3 separate regions of the Mus musculus genome follow, and regions 1 and 2 are each linked to region 3. The links are chromatin contacts, called in public ChIA-PET maps. All regions are on one chromosome and are shown on one strand. Each heading gives the region's core, a stretch centred on a gene start, on an enhancer-like site or on the middle of the called end of the contact. The rest is flanking DNA. Distances are from core to core; before and after follow the strand shown. Region 1 overlaps Aldh5a1 (aldhehyde dehydrogenase family 5, subfamily A1). Region 2 holds the start of Tdp2 (tyrosyl-DNA phosphodiesterase 2). Region 3 overlaps Cmah (cytidine monophospho-N-acetylneuraminic acid hydroxylase).

Region 1 (3,904 bases), core at 1,101-3,600, 500 kb before region 3:
CCTTCCTGCCCCCGTTTTCTCTCTGTGACATTCATAGGACACACTGTCCTATTCAGAGATCCACATGTCCTCCCCTTCCTTCACGCACTGACTGTTCTTTAAGAAGAACATGCTCATCACAGGCTGTGGTCATTCATTACTGTCAATTTTATGCTTTGCTCTTGTCAACCATCTTCTGTCTTCACTGGGATTCTACATCCAGCCTGAATTCACGTAAGAACTAAGTGTCACCAACCTGGTGGAACAAGCCTTATATCCCAGCTATTCAGGAGACTGAGGCAAGAGATCTCAAAGTTCAAGGCCCGCCTAAGCAACTTAGAGTAGCACCATGGTTATTTGAATGGGAAGAGTTCCCCGTAGGCTTGGTCGTTCTGTCTGCTCCTCTCTGTTTCTGTGGACAGTGTTACTGTGCATCGTGCATCCTAGCCTCCTGCCTCGATGGACTGCATCTCTGCTCAACCTGTAGCCGAGATAAACCTGCCTTCCTCAAACTGCTTCTTGTTGGGATTTGATCGCAATGAGGAAGACATATCTCAAAACAACAAGTAAAACCTCGAGCTGGAGAGATAGCCAAGGGGGAGAGTTCTTGCTTAGTACGTGTGAGGCCACGGGTTCAATCCCTAACACCACGGAAACCAGGTCTATATGCCCAAGGCCGCAACCAATATATGCTTGCTCCATCCTCTCCCTCCTTGTCCAGACTTAGTTCTGTAAGGACCTGTGGTTTGCACACTTCTAGTCCTTCCTTAGCTGATGTCTTTCTGGTTGTTTTGTTCTTGGACCTTTGTGTTAGCCAGCTCCCTGTCACTATAATGAAATGCCTGAGTTAATAGCTTATGAAGAGGAAAGGTCTACTTTATCCATAGGTTTTGGAGGTTCCAGGCTATGATCCCTGCACCTTTGTGCCTATGGTAAAACAGCACATCATGGTAAGAACAGTGTGGCAAAGGTAACTGTCCACCTCACAGCCCCAAAGCAAAAGAAAGAGGAAACGCTTGGCTCCACGATGCCCTTTGGAGGGGTCTGAACTCCTTTTCTTGTTGCTGTGACAGATGTCTGACAGGGGCATGGAAGGAGACTTGTAGCTTTAGGGGATGCAGTTCATCATGGCCCTGAAGTCATGTCCTCAGGAGCCTGAGGTAACCTGTTGAGTTAGGTTTGCAGTCAGGAGGCAAAATCAAGTGAATGGCGTTCTCAGCTGGCTTCCTGTTTTCCTCTTTTGACTGGGTCTGCGGACCCCAGCCCACAGGTGACGAGTGTCTCCTGTGCTCGGTCACATGTCTCCTAGGCTGTCCTGTACATCAGCAATGAATGTCATCACAGGGAGCAAGCCTTTGGTGATCTAAAGACCAGGGGCTAAGCCACTACACTTGAAGCCTTCGCTTGGGAGGCGGAGGCAGAAAGATTGATGTCAGCCTGGCTACCCAGGAAGAGCCTGTCGCAAACTAAACAAACAAGCAGAAGGCCTGCCTCCATTGGTACCCACCCCTCTTGACTTCCTGTGGTAGCACCCTGACAGAAAGCAGCCAACACAAAGGTTTTGTGGGTTACTTTTTCTTTCTCATGTTCTTGTAGCTTGGTGGTCATTTCTGATTTTTTTTTAAACTCTCAATTTTTTTTATTGTATTCTCTCTAATTATTCTGACTTACAGGTTTGCATCTGCATTTTTCCAGGTGGTCTGCCTGTGTCCCGGGGGGTCCCGTGAGCACCCATGGGCTTCCCTTGGGTCTGTCCGGGGGCGTTCTCTGGGCTCCCTCCTCACATAGGTCTTATCCCGCAGGCCTCTACCCACTTGCAGTTTCTGTCTGTGGAGAAACTTGGTCCCTCGGTCTTCTCATAAATAATGTCCTGATATTTGGATTTGCTACCACATTGCTGATTTGATTTGTTTTAATACTTTGATTAACATACAAGGACATTCGCTTCATACTTATTGTTTTTGTGAGAGATTAGTGAGATTAAAAACCTTGCTAACAAAAACAAACAAACAAAAAACCTTACTAACTACTCCAGTAATATCAGTACTGGGGAGGTTGAGGCAGGAGGATGGCCACCATTTTGAGGCTAATGAGGGCTATAGAGATCTGGGAAATTCAGGACAGACCTGCTCTAGACCCTGTCCTGGCAAGGCCCAGGTCCCCAGGTCAGGTGGCTGGGGTCAGTGGCTGCTTCCCTCCTCCCCAGATCTTCACCTCTGTTGAGTTCCTCCTGTCTGTGCCTCCCTTTCCTCAGCTCTGACCCACAGGAACTAGTGAGCAGCTTCGTGAGTTTTCTCTAGACATCCTTTCCCCGCTCCACGCTGGAGTCTACAGTCAGTCAAAAAGCTTGAGATTTGCCTCAGACTGAACAGGAGGTGGCGCTAAAGCTCTTACCTAAGACACTGTACTTGGTGGATGGAACTCACATTGCTACTTAGTTATACCCATGTATTTATTTAGGAGGCTAGGAGGGTAGTTCAGTCACAGTGTGTGCTTAGCAGAGAGAGACTGTGGCTTTAATCTTTAGCACATATGTGCGTGTGAATAGACATATACACACATAGTCACACATATACATGCACATATATGGACCTAAAAGAAGGTTTTTTATTGGTGCTGATGTTAACATATTTTTAAATCTTTAATTACATTTATATGTGTATGGGAGGGGGAACTGTACCCAAACCAGAAAAGAGTATAGGATACCCTGGAGCTGGAGGGTGGTAAGCTATGGGTGATGGGAACTAAACTCGGGTTCTCTCAAAGAGAGCCATACATGCTAATAGGCACTGAGCTGTTTATCCAGCCCATAATATATTATTGTGAGGGAATAGGGTGTCCTATAGCCCAGGCTGGCCCTGAACTCACTATGTAATCGAAGATGACCTTGAGTTTGTGATCCTCCTGCCTTTACCTCCCAAGAGTTAGAGTTATAGACGTGCACCACCAGGTCAGATTCTCTTCAGTATGGTTTTTACTGTGGCCCAAGGCAACTTATGTTTTACATTGCATTCCGGGTTAAACATGTTTACTTCTGGTTCTGTTTGTTTTGTTTTTTTTCAGTTCAATCCTTGTTATGGTGTGTTTGCTGTTTCTCTTTAAAGCTTGCAAACCAGGCGGGAATCCCTGCAGGTGTCTACAACGTCATTCCCTGCTCTAGAAACAAGGCCAAGGAAGTGGGAGAGGTCCTGTGTACCGATCCATTGGTGTCCAAAATTTCCTTTACTGGCTCAACAGCAACGGGAAAGGTATGTAATGTCAGAGCCAAACAGGTGTTACTCTAATGCTTTCTATTTACAGGGTGTGAGATTACTATTGTATGGTTTTGTTTAATTTTATTGGAGACAAGGTCTACATAGCCCTGGCTGGCCAGGAACTTGCTATGTAGACCAGGCTGGTCTTGAACTCACAGAGAGATCCACTTGTCTCTCAAGTGCTGGGATTGAAGAAATATACCACCACGCCTGGCCTGTCGTGTCATTGTTGAATTGATGGTATGGTTTAAAACTCAGGACAGTGTTAACGTTGTTCGTCTTTGCCATTGCCGCAGCCCTCAATGTCACTGTCCTTCCCCCTTTCTGTAAATAATCACTTCTACTTCCCTACTACCTTCCTAGCCATTTTTTAAATCAAATCTATCAAAATAAGAATCTGTATGCTCCAGAATACATTGCATACATGTATGAACTTCTCAAAGAATAAATACAAAGATATTTAAAACAATATATTCTCATGTTTCCTTTTTCTTATGCAAAATGATATCTAAAGCAAGGTGACTTTGTGCCTACCTTAAATTTTCATCCTTGGGTAATTTTGTAAAACAAAGGTTTTAGCTGCCTTCTATGCTGGTTTTCTGTTGTTGTAAAATACGTGAGAAAAGTAACTTAAAGGAGGAGGGATGCTTGGGGACGTTTGGCTCCTGGTA
Region 2 (3,437 bases), core at 373-2,872, 410 kb before region 3:
AAGACACTCTGGAAAGAACAGTGGCCAATTCGTGTACAAGGCCCAGTACGGCACCTTAGTTTTATTCTGCAAACTGTAGAACAACAACAATGAAAATCGGAGGCAGGGCATTGAGACAACAGGAACAGCATACACTAAAAACAAATATTAAACCTGGCTGGTATGGTTTTTAGTTCCCACAGGCTGAGGCAAGATTGCTAGGAGCTCAATGCCGGCCTGAACTACACACAAACTTGTGCCAAACTAATCAAACTTGAAACAAACCTGTCTCAAAAGAAAAACTATCGTTCTTTGGCAAGAGGAGAGCAGATAAACTATGCAGAAACAAGGAGACTTACAGGTTACCATTCTTCAGGAGAAAATCTCTACCTCTGTTTTTTTTCTAATCTTCAGTTTACATATCACCAATATTTCAGGTCAGTAAGTGTATTTCAGTAGCCAGGGTTTCACAAACCTTTAATCCCAGTACTGGGCCAATGGAAGGCAAGCCTTGACCACAAAGGAGTTCCAAGTCAGCCTGGACATATATGGCTCAAATAAAAAGTTCGGGTAGGGAGTGCTGGAATCAGATGCAATGCTAGCAAAAGGGAGGCTGGAAGAGAGCTGGAGGTCAGGATTATTGCAAGCCTCTGTCTCGAAAAAGAACAAATAACGGTAACATTAAACAAAAATTCCATCCCAGTGTGGTGGTGGGCACTCTAAATCCAGCCCATTCGATTCTGAGGCAGGTAGATCTGTGTTTGAGGCCAACCTAGTCTACACACCAAGCTCAGGCCAGCCAGGGATAAAGGGTGAGGTTCTGCCTCAAAATACATAAAATAATCTTCAGGTTTAAGAAATAAGATAAAATAAAATAAAATAAATCACGTTGGAAGCCAGTTCTAGTATGTGCCTTCAACGTGCCAGCACTGAGAGGGCAGAAGCAAGCTGATCTGAGTTCGAGGCCAGCTTGGTTCAAATAACGACGAGTTCCAGGCCAGCCAAGCGCTACACAGTGAGACTCGTCCCAAAACAACAAAGACAAGTCCCGCTGGGAAGTGACCCTGCATCCTCGGAAGCATTCCCTGAGATTTCCAGCTCTGGGGCGCCGGCCGCCCTTTTCCAGGTCCCGGTCCTCGGACGCCCAAGCCCAGCAGGCGGTCCCTCCCCGCCCTCGGCGAGCAGCCCGCGACCCCCGTCGCTTACTAGGCCTCGGACTTGAAGGACGTGGGAGGCTGGCGCGGCCACCCTTGGTCGTTCTCTGGCAGCTCGAAGTAGGCGCTCAGGGCTTTCTGAAAAGCAAAGGCACAAGGCTGCAGGGCGCGCCCCGCCTCCCGGGGGAGAGCGGCGGAAGCGAGAGACGCGAACTGACCTGCGTCTGCCAGTCGTTCTCCCGCAGGACGCTGGGGACCATCGTGGGGTCGCATCCCCCCACCAACGCAAAGCCCAGGCACTGAAGCCGCCGCCTCTTCACCCGGTCCTCCTCCGCCTGTGCTGCTTCGGGCGCCGACGCCGCCCGCCCTGCCGGCCCTGCGGGCTCCGCCGCATCGGAACTGCTGCCAGACGCCATCGCCGCAGGGTCCCCTCAAAACACCCGCTCTTCACGCTGCTTCCCGCGCGACTGATCGCGAACGCCGGAACCTGCGCAGGCGCGCAGCGTGCAAGCGCGTCCGCGTCAACCTTCCGGCAAGAAGACCGCCCTCTCTGGTCCCCGTCCGCGGCCAGCGAGGCGCAGATGGGGAGGGGGAGGGGGAGGGGAGGGGAAGGAGGGGCCGAGGAGGCCTGAAGGTTGCGCGTGCGCGCTGGGGCGCTAAAGAGTGAAGGTAACCCGTGATCATCTAGGACCAGGGCGACCGGGGCGCGCGATCCTTTCTCCCGAGCACGACGCGACAGCGGCCGGGCTTGCAGACTTGACCTTCCACACCCTTGTCCTCTCACAAACGTCTCTTCCAGAGTTCATTCTCGCAGAGCCCAGACTCTTGCTTTGCGTCCACGATGAGCAGCATGACCCAGAACCTACGAGAAGTAATGAAGGTTATGTTCAAAGTTCCCGGTTTTGATAGAGTTTTGGAAAAGGTATATTTATTGTAGGCGAAGTATCTGGTGAAGGGGACGAACCTAGTAAAACACCTTAGTGGCCTCGCAAACGCAGGGGAAGTGCGTGGCGTGGATTCTCATCGAAACGTAAATAAGCATGTTTGGTTTTTTGTTTTTTGTTTTTTTTTTAACCAGCAAACTGTTGGAGTGTGTGGAGAAAAAATGTCAGCGTACCATTTAAGGGACGCTGGAGCCTGCAGGGCTAGTATATAGGAATTGTTTCTTAAGAGTCAAGGAGGTTTGAGGTACGGAAGTGAATGCGAGAACCACCTGTACGTGTGTTGTATTTCTTGCTTTTGAGACTAGGTCTTTGTAACTAGGTCTATGTAACTATGTAACGTTTGTTGGCTGAGAACCCTTGTAGTCCAGGCTGGCCTGGGAGTCTACAGAGTTAACCAGGACCAGTGCCTGCACCCTGCCATTCCACATGAACTAACGTAGACTACTGTTTTCCAGACTTTATAGACATTGTGTTCTATAGGAAGCAATCCTTAATAAATATCCGTAGCAGAAGTCCAGTGCGTGGTATTGTCAGAGTAGAAAGACACTTAACCTTAGAACTTGCTGCAGACTTTTTAATAAATGTTTTAATGCACGCATGTCTATTTTTCTGATTAAGAAAAAATACTTGGAAATTTAAAAAGAATTTGGGCATGAAATATAAATTTTGGTCAACAACAGGCATTTGAAATCTTTTTCCTGAACACGCCCCCTCTTAGAATTTTTTAACTATGTTCATAAAGTGTCAAAAAAATAGGAAATAACCCTTAGGTAAATATATTTAATGTTTTCCAATAGGAAATATTTCAAAACTAAGGACAGCATTTGACAGTGACTTTTAGAAAGATAATATTACCTAAAAAGAATTTTAATGATTTAAGAGGAAATTTTAATTCTTTAAAAACAACCAAAAACAACTTTATGAGGACTGGGATGTAGTTAATCCAAGCTTGCAGGTGGGAGCCCGTCATTGACAGGGTTGCAGGTGGGCACCTGTCGTTGACAGGGTTCCATAGCCACTTCTCCGTAAGCTTTCCTCACCCTCCTGGGTATTAGAATATTTTGTAACGTATTTATTTGGTTTTATTTATTTATTTATTTTCTATTATTTATTTAAGTTCTATCCAGAACTTGACATGTAGACCAGGTCATCCTGGATCTCACAGAGATTGATCAGCCTCTGCTACTTGAGTATTGGGATGAATAGTATGTGCCACAGCATCTGACTGTTTTTTTGTGAGGTAATTTTGACATTGGTTTGATTGCCTTTGAGTAACTAATTAAAATTCTCATACCTACGTTCAGCTTGGTACCTGCCTGTAATTCCAGGCTAAGGGAGGCTGATGCAGGCTAGCTTGTAA
Region 3 (3,768 bases), core at 183-2,682:
GCTCCAGGCCCTGTTCTGTTTTTCAGTCAGAATTTTATTTTGTAGCCCAAACTGGTCCCAGACAAAGAGAAGCCCTGCCTCGGTTTCCTAAGCCCTGGGCTTATGGGCGTGAGCTACTACGTCAGGCTCCCTTTCACTTCCCCAGAAAATGAAGCTTACCAGATCTGGGGAGGGGGGGTTAGTTGAAAATAGGGTACACCTTAGGTTGCTCATTCAGAAGTAGGGTACAAACCATTTCTGTTCTTATCTTTATAAATTTGTTTGTTGTTGGTTTTGTTTCAAGAGGGAAGGAATTTTTTTAAACCAAGAAATGGCTCTTACCAGAAGCATCATTTAAAATTTAAAAAACGGAAGGAAGGAATGAAGGAAGGAAGGAAGGAAGGAAGGAAGGAAGGAAGGAAGGAAGGATGGAAGGAAGGAAGGAAGGAAGGAAGGAAGAAAACTTAGAAAACATATCATGCTGCCATATCCCGGCTTTGTTGTATCCAGAATTTTTAAACGTCCTTTCTAGGGCGGCAAGAAAACATAGTCCACGGTTTGATTCATGAAGAATTACTTTGTAGTGCCTCCTTTCTCAGGAACTAGTGGGAAACAACCTCTAAAAATCAGGATGAGGCATTCCAGATGGAACTATAGAATATTCTAGAACCCAAGAAAGAACCAAGTATGGTTGTGTGCCAGCTTGATCGGAGGGCACTGGAAAGGGACAGGAGTAGGACAGGAGAAGAGAGAGGGGCAGGAGACAGGAGGGTATGGGAAAAGAATAGGAGATAAGAGAGAGGTGGAAGGGGTGGGCACAAGAAGGACCTCAGCTCCTCACACAGAAGCTATGAGAGCATTAGACTTAAGGACATGAGATGGACAGTTTCTAAGATCCTGGTTATGTGTCAGGAAGGACACTGGATGGCAGGAAGGAATGGACTATGCTTAACTGTACCCTGAGAAAGATGCTCTTCGATTGGCAAGGGTACAGAGGCTCCAGAAAAGAACGGCAGGTAGAGAGGCAAATGGGAGCCTCCACAGGCATGCAGGTTAACTACTGTGTGGTGCGCTCCACAGAGAATAAAGCCGAGAGTACCCAGCTTCCCTGTGAGGGCAGCAAAGAGAAGAGGTTTGTAGGCTGGGGGATGGCTCAGTGGCTTGTCATGCAGGCATGAGAATCAGTGTCTGAACCCCGGAATTCCTGTAAAACGCTCGCTCGAAGTGGCAGCATGTACCTAGAATCGGCACTGGGGATGTTGAGACAGAAGGATCCGGAGGGTTCCTACCTATCTATCCTAATTAGTGAGGTCCAGCTTCAGTGAGAGACTCTGAAAGCATAAGGCGGAGGGTGGAGTGGTATTCAGAAAGTTATCTTCTGTCAACATCCAGCCTCCACCTCTCACCCCACCCCCAATCCCCGACACCAGAGCTAAGCTGCTGGCAAACAAAAACTAAGATTAACCACACTAAGGCTTTGCGGAAGACAAGAATGGTTAATCTGTGGTGTGGAACTTACCATATTTAGGTGAGCAAACAACATAAAAATCATCACTTCTTCAAATAATCTGTGTACAGACCACAGGCAGTTGATGGCCCCACATAAATAATAACAGCAGTGAACATCAGTTGGATGCTTATCATATACTATGGTGATATTCTTTCAAACGCTTTTTGTAGGTTTTGAGTGAGTGGGTCTTCTTTGTGTGTGTGAGAATGTGTATATGCATGTGTGTGAGTGAAAAGTCACTACTGGGAGTTTTTCTCAATTTCTTTTCCATTTACTTTTTTCTCTTTTTGAAATTTATTTTCAATAATCCTTATTATTATATTTTTTTAAAAAAGCAGCTTGCAAATAAATAGAAAACACCATACACCAAAATTATCTAGACCCAAAGTTTGTTCAACTTAATAAACGTATATATAGTTAGAACTGACATTCAGAATGGAACATGAAACATCCCTTTAAATTTGACACTTTCAGTACTGAATATACTATATGCAGTTATCCACTACCCAAGCCAAAACATCCATGACACAACTAGAACTAGAAGAGCAAGTAGCACAATCTCCTTTATCCCAACATGTCTGTCATCGGCAGTTACTCCTTCTTCATTTCTTTCATTTGCTCTGAGAGACAGTATCTCTCTCTGAACCTGAAGCTCACTGATATTAAGCTAGACTGGCTGGCCAGGCAGCCCAGGGATCCTGCTGTGTCTGCCTCTCCAGAGGTTAGCATTGTAGGCGCACACCACAGTGCCTGGCCTTTTACATTAATGCTCTGGATCTGAACATGGCTCCCATGCTTCAACAGCAAATGTTTTACTCTCTCGGAATCCTGGCAATCTATTCACTTTCCAAGTGAGCAGACTGAGGCTGAGAAAGATGACGAGCTTGTTCCAGATTACTCCAGAGCTGAGAGTAGGAAGGCAGGCAGGCAGGCAGGCAAGGAGGAGAGAGCCCACTTCGCTTTAACATCTCCCTCAGTGGTTAGCTACATATGGCAAGACAGGAAATTCAATATCTCCCAAAGATAATCAGCAGGAGAACAAAACCTCTATCTCCCCCGAGTCCTGCAAGGATGTGTCAGAGATGAAGGAGGTGAGGCCCCCTGCCCTATTCCCTAGGAAGACGCCAACAACCCAAATTGAGTATTATCTGCAGTTTTGGCTATAGGTGTAACAGAGAGTCACAGTGGAAAGTCGACTAGGATGAGGAACTGTATCTGTAATCAAACAAGTCTATGGGTAGTTGTGAGAATATTCTAGACTTTGGGATTGTCCTCTGCATAATGATAGTGGGGTATTCTTGGAGAACTCCTCAGCTCTCTCTGTTACTGAGCTATCCACACAAGGCCACAGGTAAGATTGATCACACAAAGTAATGACAAGGCCCAACACCTAAGGATTCAACTCAAGTAGACCAGGGCAGGCTTTTAAAGGGTAGGGTCCAGCATTTATGAGGTAAATAGTGCTGACACAGCAGATGCCCAAGAATTCTCTTGAGATGTGCCAGATAGTTCTCCAAAGCCAAACAACTCTGTCCTAACATTGCTGCTGTCCAGAGGACAGACGTTCTCTATGGGGATGAAGGCTGGCAAAGGCATAGGCTCTTAGAAAAAACCAATCAGAACCCCACCATTGTGTAGGGGAGACAGCTGGGACTCTGTCTCTTTTCTAAGTGTAGCTAGGCTGACAGAAAAACAAAAAAAATCTACCAGCTTTTTAGCAACGTTTGGAAAGCATTCTCTGTCTGTTTGTCTCTCACTGGTGTGTGTGTGTGTGTGTGTGTGTGTGTGTGTGTGTGTGTGTGTGTGTGTGTATGTGTGAGTGTGTGGATGTGAGAGTGTGTGGATGTGGATGTGAGAATGTGTGTGTGAGTGTGAATGTATGTGAGTGTCTGTGTGTGTATGTGTGAGAGAGTGTGTGTGTGTGTTTGTGAGTGTGTGTGTGCTAATGTGCTTGCATGTCCTGGAAGAAGGACTTCTAGAAGAATTGAATCTTTGATGAATGCAATACCTCATATGTGTGCTCCTACCCCTGCAACCCAAACACCCCAATAGCTAGGACCATCAAGCTAACTTAGAGTTCTTAGAAAGAGAGAAGAGAAAGCAAATCTAAGCAAAACATAATTTTGAAGTCAGGAAACTGTTCCAATGAAACAAGAGGAAAACTTAGAAGCAATTTGCTGACTGGGTCATTTAAAATGTCCCGGGTGAGAAGCCTTCCTGTCAACTCTAACTGCAAACAGGGTCACTGGCAAGAGAGCAAAGGAGCCACGGTACCTTCC

The links. ChIA-PET counts read pairs in DNA pulled down with a chosen protein or histone mark.
Region 1: an RNA polymerase II ChIA-PET map of memory CD8 T cells shows a contact between it and region 3, with 4 times the contacts expected there. The contact joins two enhancer-like sites. A contact is called at or near these places in 1 of 484 Hi-C or Micro-C datasets (CD4 T cells) and 1 of 115 datasets of contacts at active chromatin or transcription factors (memory CD8 T cells).
Region 2: an RNA polymerase II ChIA-PET map of memory CD8 T cells shows a contact between it and region 3, with 2.5 times the contacts expected there. The contact joins the promoter of Tdp2 here to the enhancer-like site in region 3. A contact is called at or near these places in 2 of 39 promoter capture datasets (neutrophils and pre-B cells), 3 of 484 Hi-C or Micro-C datasets (CD4 T cells and effector CD8 T cells), 4 of 115 datasets of contacts at active chromatin or transcription factors (the 230-238 cell line, effector CD8 T cells, memory CD8 T cells and 1 more) and 2 of 9 other capture datasets (adipose tissue and liver).

Annotation. Positions count from the first base shown.
Region 1 is chr13:24,919,002-24,922,905 of GRCm38.p6, reverse strand. It overlaps Aldh5a1 (aldhehyde dehydrogenase family 5, subfamily A1), which reads left to right. Exons shown (of 10, transcript NM_172532.3): 5 at 3,084-3,227. Among named protein-coding and RNA genes, the nearest start is that of 4932702P03Rik, 15 kb to the right of the region's middle. Within about 2 kb of position 2,350, at least 27 of the 459 cell types and tissues checked have an H3K27ac peak or open chromatin away from gene starts, as enhancers often do. A contact at or near this core is called in memory CD8 T cells, where this site is marked.
Region 2 is chr13:24,829,844-24,833,280 of GRCm38.p6, reverse strand. It overlaps Tdp2 (tyrosyl-DNA phosphodiesterase 2), which reads right to left and starts at 1,622. Exons shown (of 7, transcript NM_019551.2): 1 at 1,352-1,622; 2 at 1,186-1,271. The coding sequence starts at 1,549. It overlaps Acot13 (acyl-CoA thioesterase 13), which reads left to right and starts at 1,792. Exons shown (of 3, transcript NM_025790.2): 1 at 1,792-2,055. The coding sequence starts at 1,975.
Region 3 is chr13:24,417,420-24,421,187 of GRCm38.p6, reverse strand. It overlaps Cmah (cytidine monophospho-N-acetylneuraminic acid hydroxylase), which reads right to left. Exons shown (of 17, transcript NM_001111110.2): 4 at 3,764-3,768. Among named protein-coding and RNA genes, the nearest start is that of Gm11342, 43 kb to the right of the region's middle. Within about 2 kb of position 1,432, at least 31 of the 459 cell types and tissues checked have an H3K27ac peak or open chromatin away from gene starts, as enhancers often do. A contact at or near this core is called in memory CD8 T cells, where this site is marked.